Regions from separate parts of the Pan troglodytes genome. Here region 2 is linked to region 1. The links are chromatin contacts, called in public Hi-C maps. All regions are on one chromosome and are shown on one strand. Each heading gives the region's core, a stretch centred on a gene start, on an enhancer-like site or on the middle of the called end of the contact. The rest is flanking DNA. Distances are from core to core; before and after follow the strand shown.

What was found. Hi-C and Micro-C count contacts between places; a contact is called where the count stands out from the background.
Region 2: a contact with region 1 is called in a Hi-C map of stem cell-derived neural progenitor cells, with 2.9 times the contacts expected there. The contact joins the enhancer-like site here to the promoter of USPL1 in region 1. A contact is called at or near these places in 1 of 7 Hi-C or Micro-C datasets (stem cell-derived neural progenitor cells) and 1 of 1 datasets of contacts at active chromatin or transcription factors (stem cell-derived excitatory neurons).

Annotation. Positions count from the first base shown.
Region 1 is chr14:29,783,431-29,789,596 of NHGRI_mPanTro3-v2.0_pri, forward strand. USPL1 (ubiquitin specific peptidase like 1) reads left to right here and starts at 3,972. Exons shown (of 9, transcript XM_522652.8): 1 at 3,972-4,444. HMGB1 (high mobility group box 1) reads right to left here and starts at 4,887. Exons shown (of 5, transcript XM_054665163.2): 1 at 4,586-4,887.
Region 2 is chr14:30,212,877-30,218,849 of NHGRI_mPanTro3-v2.0_pri, forward strand. No RefSeq gene overlaps it. Among named protein-coding and RNA genes, the nearest start is that of TEX26, 110 kb to the left of the region's middle. Within about 2 kb of position 1,940, at least 16 of the 24 cell types and tissues checked have an H3K27ac peak or open chromatin away from gene starts, as enhancers often do. A contact at or near this core is called in stem cell-derived neural progenitor cells, where this site is marked.

The DNA.
Region 1 (6,166 bases), core at 2,722-5,221:
TACATACTTATGCATATTATGTATGTACATACATGCTCTCAGGGCTCACATGAAAAAACAGCCATTCAGGTGATGTGATTTATCTCATATGCTTACTTTAGAGTCAACAGGGTGTTGACTCCACTATACAATACTGGCATAGAGAACACATAAGTCAAAGCAGACAGGACCCAGCCGTACCATTGGCTAGGGCACAAATATATTCACATATGTGGAGAATGATGTACGTAGAAAGGTCTTCATTGCACAATGCTCTTTAATAAAGATCTGGAAAAAAAACACCTAAATGTTCAAAAGGATAGGGTAGATGAAATAATGGTACATTATAAAATGTAAGATTATGCAGCCATAAAAATAAGGAAATACCTTAAATAATAACAGAACAACTTTTAAGGTAAGTGAACAAATTAAGGCACATAATCACTATGCATGGTATGTACCATTTACATAGAAAAAAGGAAGAAAAATAAAATATATATAGTAATTTATTTGTTCTTACATGTGTAAAATTTTTCTGAAAAATATACCAGAAACTGGTAGCACTGGTTGCTTCCTAGGCAGAAAATGACTGAGTATCCTTTTGTACCTTTTGAATTTTGAACCACGTGAATGAATGTGTTACCTATGAACAAAATGACAAGTTTAGATCAGCAAGACAGCAGTTTGAGATGAAATGGGATTACACCCTTAGTAGGAAAAACTTTTTAAAGCAGGTGGTACTTCTAAGAGCAAATACCCGCACATGGAATGTTGAAACTATAAGGAACTCTCCTTAAGAGATCCATCTATTCCAAACTTCTCATTTTATAGATCTGTAAACTGAGACCTTAAAAATTCAGTGACTTGCGTAAGGTCACACAGCAGAAGAGATGGGATTAGATGCTAGATATTCCAATATCAAGTTTAGACTATTAAAAATTCAGTGACTTGTGTAAGGTCACACAGCAGAAGAGATGGGATTAGATGTCAGATATTCCAATATCAACTTTAGACTATTATCACACCATCTTCTCATTTTCTGTGGGCAAAACAGAACCAAGTAAGTTTGGGCTACATTACGAGTTGTCATGTTTTTGTTTTTGTTTTTTTGAGATGGAGTCTTGCTCTGTCGCTCAGGCTAGAGTGCAGTGGTGTAATCTCAGCTCATTGCAATCTCTGACCCCCGGGGTTCAAGCAATTCTCCCTGCCTTAGCCTCCCAAGTAGCTGGGTTTACAGGCGCCTCCCACCGCGCCCGGTTAATTTTTGTATTTTTTTCTTTTTCTTTTTTTTTTTTTTTTTTTAGTAGAGACGGGGTTTCACCATCTTGGCCAGGCTGGTCTTGAACTCCTGACCTCGTGATCCACCCACCTCAGCCTCCCAAAGTGCTGGGATTACAGGTGTGAGCCACCACACCTGGCCGAGTTGTCATGTTTTATCTAAATTTTAGAGTCTAATGTATAAATTAACCTTAAGCCCTGAAACTACTAATTTCTTGTTTGGATCACTATACGGCTACACTTAAAAATATGCTGTGCATACCTCTATCATTGCATGTATACAATATGATAGATGCATGATATGACAGACACACAATATGATACACGTATTTTTTTCTATCCTAACACATCTGAATTTACTGAAATAACTAAAATGTCTTAAGTTACTTTTTTAAATACACACATGCATAGCACAAGTGTGTTGCCAAAAATATGAATACAGGTTTACAATTCCTTAACTAAAACCCAAGGGTTGGATGTGTTTTAGAAATAAGAATTTCACACAATTTTTAAGTGTTACAAGGTATATAAACCATTATATAACACATACCAGGGGCCAAGGGCAGCACCCCATAATCAAACATATTAATATAGTTTCAGCAAAACACATGGGATAAAGACTATATACAGCTTCTCAATAGTTCAGGTCATATTTTGCTACCAAATGAATTTTGTTGCCAAGCTTAAGAAGTTTTTGGTTTTCACCGCTTTCTGAATGTTAGATTGAGATGTGGGATTAGAGACTGTACTCATAGAGTGCTTCTAGAAAGCAGTCAGTCACTTCAACTCTCATTTTTTTTTTATGAGACTAGAAAAAGAAATCATAGCAAGTAGCTTTTATATCCCAGGTTTGTGCCAAAGACTTGTATTGTGGTTAAGGAATCTAACTTAGCAGAAGGTGCACGAGCTGACATCGTGAGTGGCTAAAATGAGAGAAAAAAAGAGAAAATCCTAATCATACAGCAGCACTGAACTACTGCAGCTGTTCGTTAGTTATTAATTTAATAAAAGCTTCCTCCCTTTAAATCATGTGAGTTTATAACTGGAAATAGGTCAATAAAATTTCTGTCCCACACTGCTGACAAGCGGATGGACGCAATTAGCTTTAATCCCACTGGAAGGTACTGCACTCTCTCTGGGACCAGGATATGTAGAAAAAAGCATTTCAAATATATAGGAATAAGCAGAAATGTATACAGTATTCTCAACTTGGGACCGTTACTCTATAATATAAACGAAAGGGGTTTTCTAGTCAATCTCTGCTGATCTCCTATACCAAAGTTCTTCCCTTTATAAGTCTTGTACTACCTTTTACAAGAGGAAAAAGCTCTAGAGCGAAAACACAGAACACGCTAAAATCCCTTCCTTTCTCTTTACAACTCAAGCCCCGCCTCCATTTTGTTTCTGTTACTAATTTTTCTTCTGAAAAAATACCAAATTTACACTGAAAGACTAAAATTCAACTTTGCAGACAACGTTTTAAAAAATACAATTCAGTTTGGTGATGTTGTTTTGCAGTCTTACAATTTTAGCTACATTTTAACTGAACCAATTGTTTTGTTCAATTTATGAGTTAATACTCAGCAAGTTTGTTTTTTACAAATAGTGTATTCCATTCTAAAAACGGAAGTAGCAGTGGTGAACAAGAAAACAACCCAGTTTTGTCTATTTCAGGAGGAAGTACTACTTTCTCCAATTTTAATCACAATTCATAAAAAAGAAAAACCTAACTAGCTAGATCTTAAATATACAAATACATTAATAATCTAGTAAAGCAACAGAAAAAGGTAAACAAACTAACCAGCCTATTTTTGTCTGGAGAAACCCCAACAAACTGCTGGATTCCTTGGCCATTTGCATTCAGAAGTACCAAAAACTAAAATCCTTTTTACTAAATAATTTCTTCTACACAAGACTTGTTTCCTCCACACCACCCTATCCAAATTGTCAGCATTATTCCAGAATATAATCATTTAGTTTGAGACCACTAAAAAACCCCGCAGTCCAAAATACCAATTGTGGTTTTTCTGTAAAGAAATGGTCAGAAACTACAAATTGTTATCCTAGGACACAGAACCAATCGACCAAAAGGACTTCTGGAATATGCTGCCCCCAAGATTTAGAATGCACAGGCAGAAATAGCATACGCGGTCACGATGTCCCTTAAGCCACATGACCTTCCTACGAAAGCAAAGGCTTAAACTTATCAAATGAGAACTCCCCCTTTCTCTGAAGTTAAAACAAGGCAGGGCAGCTGGAATTAGAGCAGCAGGGACAGATCGGCTGCTGACTAGTCAGAACGGGTCGTGGAATGCAAAGTCCCTGCGCTTTCGCTGCTCCCCTTACCGTGAGAAGATCTGGGAGGGAGGAAAGGAGGAGAAACACCCCAGAATCCTGGTAGAAAAGCCCCTGGCCTCGAAGATGGGCTCTAGGGAGACAGGGAGGGGCAGCTCCGTGTGTGATGACCCTTTGTGAACATGCACTCTGTGGCAGCTTCAGCTCCACCGAGGCTTTGGGAGAGCGGACTACGGATGCCCGGCGCGGCCCAGCTGTGAAGGCCGCGCCGGCGGAGAGGTTCCATGGCACCCCCGCCGGCTTCGGAAGCCCTTCCCTCTCCCACCTCCGCGGATCACCCCAGGAACCAGCGGCTCCCGACCACGTTCGCGCGGACCACGGAACAGCGACGCGCAAGCAGGTCTCTTTCGTCAGCGTAATCCCTCCGCAGAAAGCCGCGCACTAGTTTTAATCACGCCCCACCCCCTGGCCGCTGGCGCCACCTCCGCCACTCGGGCGCTTTCCAGCAGCTTCCAGAAACGTCGCCTCCCCAAACCCAGCCACTCACACATGGCGGGCTCAGCAGCCACCGGCCCCGCCCCTCCTCGTCGCCGCAGTCGCAACTGCGTCTGCGGCCACAGGGCGGACAGCCACGCCTCTGCGGAGCGCGACCGGAAGTGCTCACGTCTTCACCTTCCCCGCCACGCCTCCGTCCTTTCAGGCCCAGCGTGCAGCAGGAAGGAGGACTCTTTTGCCGCGGACTCAAGCCGGAAGCCGCCTTCCTAGTGGAGACGCGAGTGGGGGAGGAGCAGTCCGACGGGAACGTGGGTTGAACGTTGCAACTAGGGTGGAGATCAAGCTGGAACAGGAGTTCCGATCGACCCGGTACCAAGAAGGGGAGTGCCCGCGGCAGGTAAGGGAGAAGAGGGAGGGGTTTCTTTCCGCTCTCGAAATTGGGAAAAGAGACAGAGCTGGGATGACCTATGGGGTAGTCGGCGCGCTGAAAGGATGGGCTGGGCTGGGACGGGGTTCGAGTGGGAAAGGTTGGACTTACAGATCCGTTTGGGCGCAGAGAGGTGAACGCTGAAGAGAAACCAGAGTTTGTTTTCGTTTTCCAAGGAGCGTGGAGATGGGCAGGGTTAACGGACCCTGCGCCTCCTTCGGCTTCTTAGTTTGGGTGTTGAAACTCACCTCCTTTGGTCCTGTTCCTCTCTGATTCAAGACAGTTGGGTTTGGTACCTGACAGGGCTGGGTGCAGAAAGCCGACCCTTTTCCTCGGCTTCCAGGTCGGTTGTGGCCTCGCTTTTGACAGTTCACGTGCCGAGCCTACTCGCTCTCGGAGGGCGAGCTCAAATGGATGGGTTTAAGGCGCCCTCTTCGAACAGCTGTTTCCCTGGGTTTCTCCATTTTGCACACAGAAGTGTGAATTAAGTTTAATTGAATACTTTTTGCGATTCCCAGGGCCACCTTGACACGTTCATTGTGCTATCTAACTGGGTTCATGCTGGGCTAATAATTCACATTAAGGCTTCTGGAGTATAAGTGGTTCACAGAAGTATGAAAAGGGGATGTTAGAAGAAAGATGCTGGGGGTGAAGTAGAGTTGAGGAAGATAGAACTGGAAAGCTAGGTAGGTCATAATACTACCTTTAGGTTATATTGGGCTGTTTGGACGGAGTTTGCTGTAATCAGGCTAGAGTAAATAGAGAATTTTAAACTAAGCATTGACAGGCTCAGACTTGTAGAGGCATCATTTTGACAGTGATATGGAAGGGAAAGAGGTAGAGATTTGAGACCTTTCCAAAGAACTGTCCACAGAATTTGGTGACTTACTGTGCGAAGAGGGAAATAAAGAATAGGGAACAACTCAGACTTTCTAGTCTGTGTGTTTGGAAGGATGGAGACGCCCACATTTAAGTGAGATATGGGAAGGAGGAGCAGATTGTTTTTGAAGGGAGGAAGAGCAGTTACTTAGGGTCAAATTAAGTTGTAAAACCCCCCCCGGGATTTTGTATGTAAGTCAAAGTGAATTGTATTTGGAAGAAGACCTGGGGAGCCCACCTCTGGTATTTTTTTTATGTCCCTCATATGGACAAATAAACCTCTGGTATTAAATGAATTTTCTTTTGGGGGATTCTATATATTCGGGATTTCAACCACCAACCTATCTGATTTTTCCCGCTGAAATGTTGGGTGATGGAATCAGGAGAGCAGATTTGGAGACTCTTTATATTTTATAATTGAGAGAGACAAAGAGAAAACCGTTTGATTTGAAAAAGTTTTCTAGGTTCCCTCAGGTAGATGGAAATTTTCATCAAAAACAGTTTATTCAAGGTACATAGCCTACTAGTTTCCCATTTGAGAGTACCGCAGAATGATACGACGTGTACTGCTTCTCTACGCAGAATGAAGTATAAAATTAGCACCAAATAGTAACTTTAATTTGTCAGGTGCTAAACTTTTTACATGCTTTATCTCATTTAATTCTTAGAAGAAACTAATTTTACAAGTAAGTTTCTGGACCAAGATCTGCAGGTACAAAGCCTGAAAAGCGTAAGTTTGACTCCTACATAGTTCTCTTTTGTAAGTAGATTATAAATAGAACCAGCCAAAGATAATAAGTTGTCTGTGCCTAA
Region 2 (5,973 bases), core at 690-3,189, 430 kb after region 1:
CTCCGGTGTTGCCTTTCTCTCTACAGGGCCCCCACGTGGTGGGAGCGGGGCTGATCTGGGAACTGCCCGGCTCCAGGGGGCATCCACACAGCCTATGGCTCGGATGGTGCCCCCGGATGTGTGCTGTTCGGCTTCCGGGCCTGGGACTCCCCCAAATGGACCCCGGCACAGGGACAGGATGAGTAGGGGAAGCCCGCCTTGGTCACTCGTGCCCGGTGGTTGCCAGCCCCAGCAACTGCGTAAACGGGGCTCCCTGGCTCTACCCCTCTCCGTGGCTGCCCTTCTGGGTGCAGCCCAGCCTGGTCACTGCCCTCCACCAGGAGCCAGGGAACAGGACCCGGGCAGGTACAGCGGCACCACCTGTTCCTTACCATGCAAATTTATTGGTAGAAATGAACTTTTTTCATTGTTCAGTTTTTCAAACGATAATTTCACTTCATCCTTCTGGCATATTATGCTAGTAGCAATAACTGGCTAGTCCCTACACCTGCCTTGGCGGCAGCGCAGCTCACTTGTGTGAAAGGCCTGCACACTTCAGGTGGATGTAGAACAAGCCCGCCCGCTGGAGGCGCGATCATTCACTGCCCCCTAGTGGACCAGATGTGCATGAGCCAGGATCCGTGCTTCCGCTTTGATGTGGGTTCTGAGCAAATCAGAGCTGCATTTTATTTCAGTAAGTTTTCGGCCTCTGCTGCTTTAATCTTTGTTGCTAGTGTCTACGGTTCTTAATTAACAGACCTGAAATGGAATAAAATGTCAATCAAGGGTGACTCTGTGTAAAGCTATATTTAAATGTTAAAAAGTCGTGACATTTTCAAACAGTATTTCAGGCCTCATTTGATGCTCATTTTAAAAATCAAATTTTCATTAGGTTATAAAAATGCTTAACGTGAACGTCGCATTAAAGAGCTCATGTTGGCATCTAGCATAGCCTCAGGTTTTGTGTAAGAGAAAAAATGAGTTTATTTATAAAGCAGAAGCACTGACTGCCTGCCTTGTCACCTAATCTGTCACCTAATCACCTTTTGGTTTTCAAGGTTTTCACAATTTGCATGCTTCTTAATTGCCATGTATCCTGGCAATCAGGGGCCCAGTCATACTCAGCATAAGGAAAGCCACCTCTGCAATACGCTGACAACAGCCAGGGGAACTTGGTTTGTCACCACATGCCACAAAGGCTGTTTTGGTGCGTGACTGTCCTTGGGGCAGCTTTAGATTTGTAATACCTGGCCCTAGATCATGCAGTTGAAGATCTTTCGATAATATTCACCTGCATTACATTTGACATACTAAGAGAACTGTTTCTGTAGAAGGTTAAAACACTGACTTTTCTACGCTTTCTGTTTTCTCATTGCCAGGACTTGAACGAATTTGGAACTGTTTCAGAGCTCATTGTTCTCACCTTGTGGCATAACTTAGGTAGTAGGGCAACTCCCTTACCCTTGCCTGGACTCTTACTATCAAAGCCCTCCATTGATAAGGTCTAGGCCGACCACACCCTAAAGCATTTCTCGTATGTGTGGATTTGTTTCTTACCTATACCTGAAGAATGGCGCTGGTGAGGTACCACCTTTGGGAGAATTGAGAACATCATCCCTTAGATAATTATCTGTGCTTTGTGGTTCAGATGAGTAAACTAAGCCCAGAACAGTTACAAAAGGAGTGGCATCTGGGTGAGATCAGTGAGGGGGATATGCTGTATCCTCCCGGGGACAGCCTTGTTCATTTAATCCATTCATTTCAGGCTGACTATGGAGTAGACCTAGCCCTGATGATAGGAAACTTCCAAGAGTTGGTGAGAAGGCTTCGGTGTGTCCACACAGAGCAGAACTGAAATTTTTCCACCCCATGCAGATCAAACACCACAGCAAGTGAAGTGCTTCAGAGTCCTTCCTAAGCAAACTGTAGTTTTCCCCAGAATGTCACAGGAAGTGCTGCTGGTGATTCATCGGGTTAAAATGCTCCTTGTGAGTCAGAAGTAAACGGAAGCTGCTGCTCTGTGTGGAGGGCGAAGAATCGTGGCTGGCCCTGAGGGTTCCAGGGGTGGGGTGGGGCAGAGCTGCTTACTAAACGCTTAGAACGTTCCGGTAACAACACTCGAATGGCTGCTGAACACAGTGAAACCCTTGCCCATGGAAACTTTTTAATAAAAGAATAAAAATAAAATAGGCTTGGAGATACAACTTACCAGAGGGAAACCAATCAGTAGAGCTGCATTTCCCGTAAGTCCCCATTGCAGCCCAGGGAAGCCCTCTGGCTGCCTGTTTTTATCAGTCACGCCAAAGGCCCATCGGGTGCCTCCAGTTTACCTGACTTGGTTTAAATCAGTCAGTTGAACTGGGGCTGAGTGGTCATCTTGTCTACCCCCTAGCCTCTACAGCCACTAACTTCAGGATATCATCTCTAGCAAAGTCCTCAATCCAAGACTGAATTGAATGCTAGGAGGAGGGAAAAGGGAAGGCAAAGTAGGGTCATGGCTGAAAGCTAAGCATCTGTTTTTATCTACTTAGGGAATTTTTAAGTCAACTAGAAATTCAAGATAAAACACATTTGAAATGACTTTAATGTGCACATTTTTAAAAAAGGGACATAGAACACAACCAGTATTGCTGCTTTCCACACTGATACTGCTGCCTTATTCCCCTAAGATCACCCACCCCCATCTCTTCGGGTAGGTGTGTGAAGTGACACAGTAGGAAGACGGGCAGAGAGAGAGCCCTTGTTCCAAGCTGGCCGTCATTCAGCTGAGAAGACGGCTTTCCTGGAGGCTCCACACACACCATGCCGCCGCACCCTCTCCAGCTGATCTGTGGCCAAGCTGCCTCACGGGCAATACCGAGCATGTTTTATATAAGGCTTTCAAAGCTGCTGCTGCTGCTGCTGCCACTCCTGCAGTGGCTATAACCTGGCCTTCAATGTCTCTGTCTAGACAGATGCATGATTGAATAAAGGATTCATCCAAGCCCTGTGTCACATTGGCCATCTGGAAAGTCGCCAACCACTCGTTTAGCAAATTGCTGTGTTTAAATGCAGCTGCTGTGTCTCAATGTTTATGCTACCAAGACAGATCACATGATTCCTCTTTTTCATTTATCTACACCGCTCCTCTTAATCTGCCTAGGAACTTAAAAGGCTGTTAATGCATGACAAGGCACTTGACCCGCGTGATTTCCAAGCCAAGGGGGAGCATCCGTCTTGCACTGGGTCGTCCTTTCCTCAAACGCAAGGGCACCTTGCCTGTACTCCCGTCTTAATGAAGGCTGCCTTTATTAAGAATCCCATTAAGCTCCGCAGTGCCCAACCATCCGACACTGTAAATATGACCCTTTAGAAATGCATCCAGGGGCCCTGTGCAATCAGCTGGCCTGGTAGCGAGCACTTGCCCCAGCAGTCGGGAGGGAAACTCAGACCTCAGCTCTCTGTAGAAGGAAGGGCATTGTTTGATGGGTTGATGCTTCTCTCCTTTTTGGAAAGATGAATTACAATCTTTGGCAGATAATGTCAACAAAACCCCTGAGATGATTTAAATAAGAGTTGGAAGCAAAATGATTTCAGAATAGCAATGAGCTCTTAGGCATTTTACCTTGGTTTTCTTATTTTTAAGGAGGAAAAGGAAGGAGACAGCCGAGGTTAAGCAGTTTGTCATCTGGATATCACTGGTCACTTTGGCCTGGTGCTGATTATTATGTTATTTATCAGGGCAAATAATTTTGGTGACCACTGCTTACATAAATTGCCTGCCTCTTTTGGGGGTCACAACATTATTAAGTCTGGAAGTCAGAAGCCAAAATCAGTGAGTGTTTATCAAAGGAATATCATGTTCTCAGTCCTTAGCTAGGCCCATTGGAAAAGCAACAAAATAGCACAATAAATGATCTGTGCCATTAAATCCTATCGGGAGACAAAAAGAAACAAATACAGGAGAATCTAGCACAGTGAGGAGTGAGGATGTGGTCTTCGGAACCAAATCCCAGATGCAATTCTGGGGTGTTAACCTTGTGAGCCTCAGTTTCCTCACTGGCAAGAACAGGTGGACATATCTCTCTCCAAGTTATTTTCAGGAGTGATTGAATCAGTCTTTACAACAGTAAGAACCCAGTGTATTCTATTAGTGGTAGTCAGAGGGTGTGGGATCTTGACTGTAAATGCTAGAGGAATTCAGAGGAAATAAAGAACATTTTGGACTGAGTACATAAGACCATCTTTATGGGTCAGCTTGATCCTGAAGAAGCAAAGTCTGGGGAGGGAAAGTGTATCTGATAAATGGAACAATGTGAGCAAGACACAGAGATGGCAGGCAGAGAAGAGGTGGGGCCACTGTGTGGACTAAAGGAAAGAGCTCTCATTTTTGTGTGGGGGGGTGGAAATGTTGAATGAATGACAGGCCCCATGCATGGAAGGCTTTGAAAGTCAAGCTGAGTGATGGCCATGGGTTGGAAAGATTTACCTGGTGTCAGTGAACAGGGTGGTTCCCTGGAGAAATGTGGGCTGGGAGATGGGCTCAAAGGCTAGATACTATTCCAGGCTGACGGATGAGGGGTCAGTGGAGTGGCAGTGGGGTGGATGGAATGGAATAAAGCTGGCATTTCCTTCCATGCTCAACAGACCTGGTGACTCCATAAACACTGGGCAGGAGAGAGAAGGAAAAGGAAAGAGGAAATGGTTTTACAGAGCACCTTTTCCATGCCAGACACTAGGCTAGATACATTCCAATCATTCTTATCGAGCTCCAAGCATAAGATCCCAGTGCCAGCATATCAAGACAATGGAGGGCGCTGCAAGCAAATGGAGCTGCTCAGCTTCCTGGCAGGCCAAGCTAAGGCCTAAGGTTTGATGCTGTGTATGTTGAGAGTGAGATGGCTTTAGAACAGCCAAGGTCCCCCAAGTGCAAGGGTCCTGTTGGAAGCTGCAAGTCTCGGTTTGGGATTCAGGAAGAGATGTAGTCATGAATATCATTGGCTTAGGGAAGACTGCTCAGCAGTAAGACTCGAAGAGCACTGGAGGGAGGAAGTGTTGGGGTAACAGAGAGGAAAGGAGCCAGCAGAAGCCAAGGGAGAAGGGATGTCTGGAGGGAAGAGGTGATTAGCAGCTGAACATCCAGGGAGCTCGAGGAAGAAGAGAGACTGAGAAAACCCCATGCGATTTATTAGAAATGGAACTAGTGGTGAGAAAAATGTCAGTGGAGGATCAGGGAGAGAAGTCAGATTGCCGGGCTCTAATGAGGGAGTGTGGAGTGAGAAAATGACACGTTAGCTAAGGAAGAGAGACATGGAGGGAAGGGAACAGTATATGGTGACTTTGTGAAATTAAATGAGCTTCTAAATGGTGCTATAATGGCATGAAAAAGTGACAGAACCCAATGATGCTGATGCAATTCCCATTAATAGATTATGCACTGGAAAAATCTCGTATAAGACACACTTGACAGAATTTTTGGTGTATGTCATACTGAGGTTAAAAAAAAAAAAGCAGCAGGCTGAGATTTTATTTGTACCCAGACTGAGATAATTTGGCAGGAAAATGACATGACCTACTGTGAACTCAACTAACACCATAGCTTGTTCCAGTGCTGATGGACCTGAGCTTGAAGACCACACGAGGTTTAGCAAGCCCAGCTCTGCTACTCATGACTTCTGTTCCCTTGGACACATCATTCAACCTCTTTCTGCCTCAGTCTCCTCACCTGTAAAATGGAAATCATAAAATTACCGACTCCATAGGATTATTGTGAGGATTTAATGAAATAACACATGCAAAGCATTTAGCTAGTTCAGAGCCAGTGCCTGGCACTTATTCAGGGATATAGTCTCCAGTGACATTGATACCAAAAAAATACTATGATAGCTCCTACCAACAAATTAGCCGAATTTATTTCACACCCGAGACAGCAAGTTTTGCAATTATACACAACTTGATATTATACTAGTGTTTCCTTCCATATCAAATGCTGTTTCAAGTGCAGATTGCTGCAAG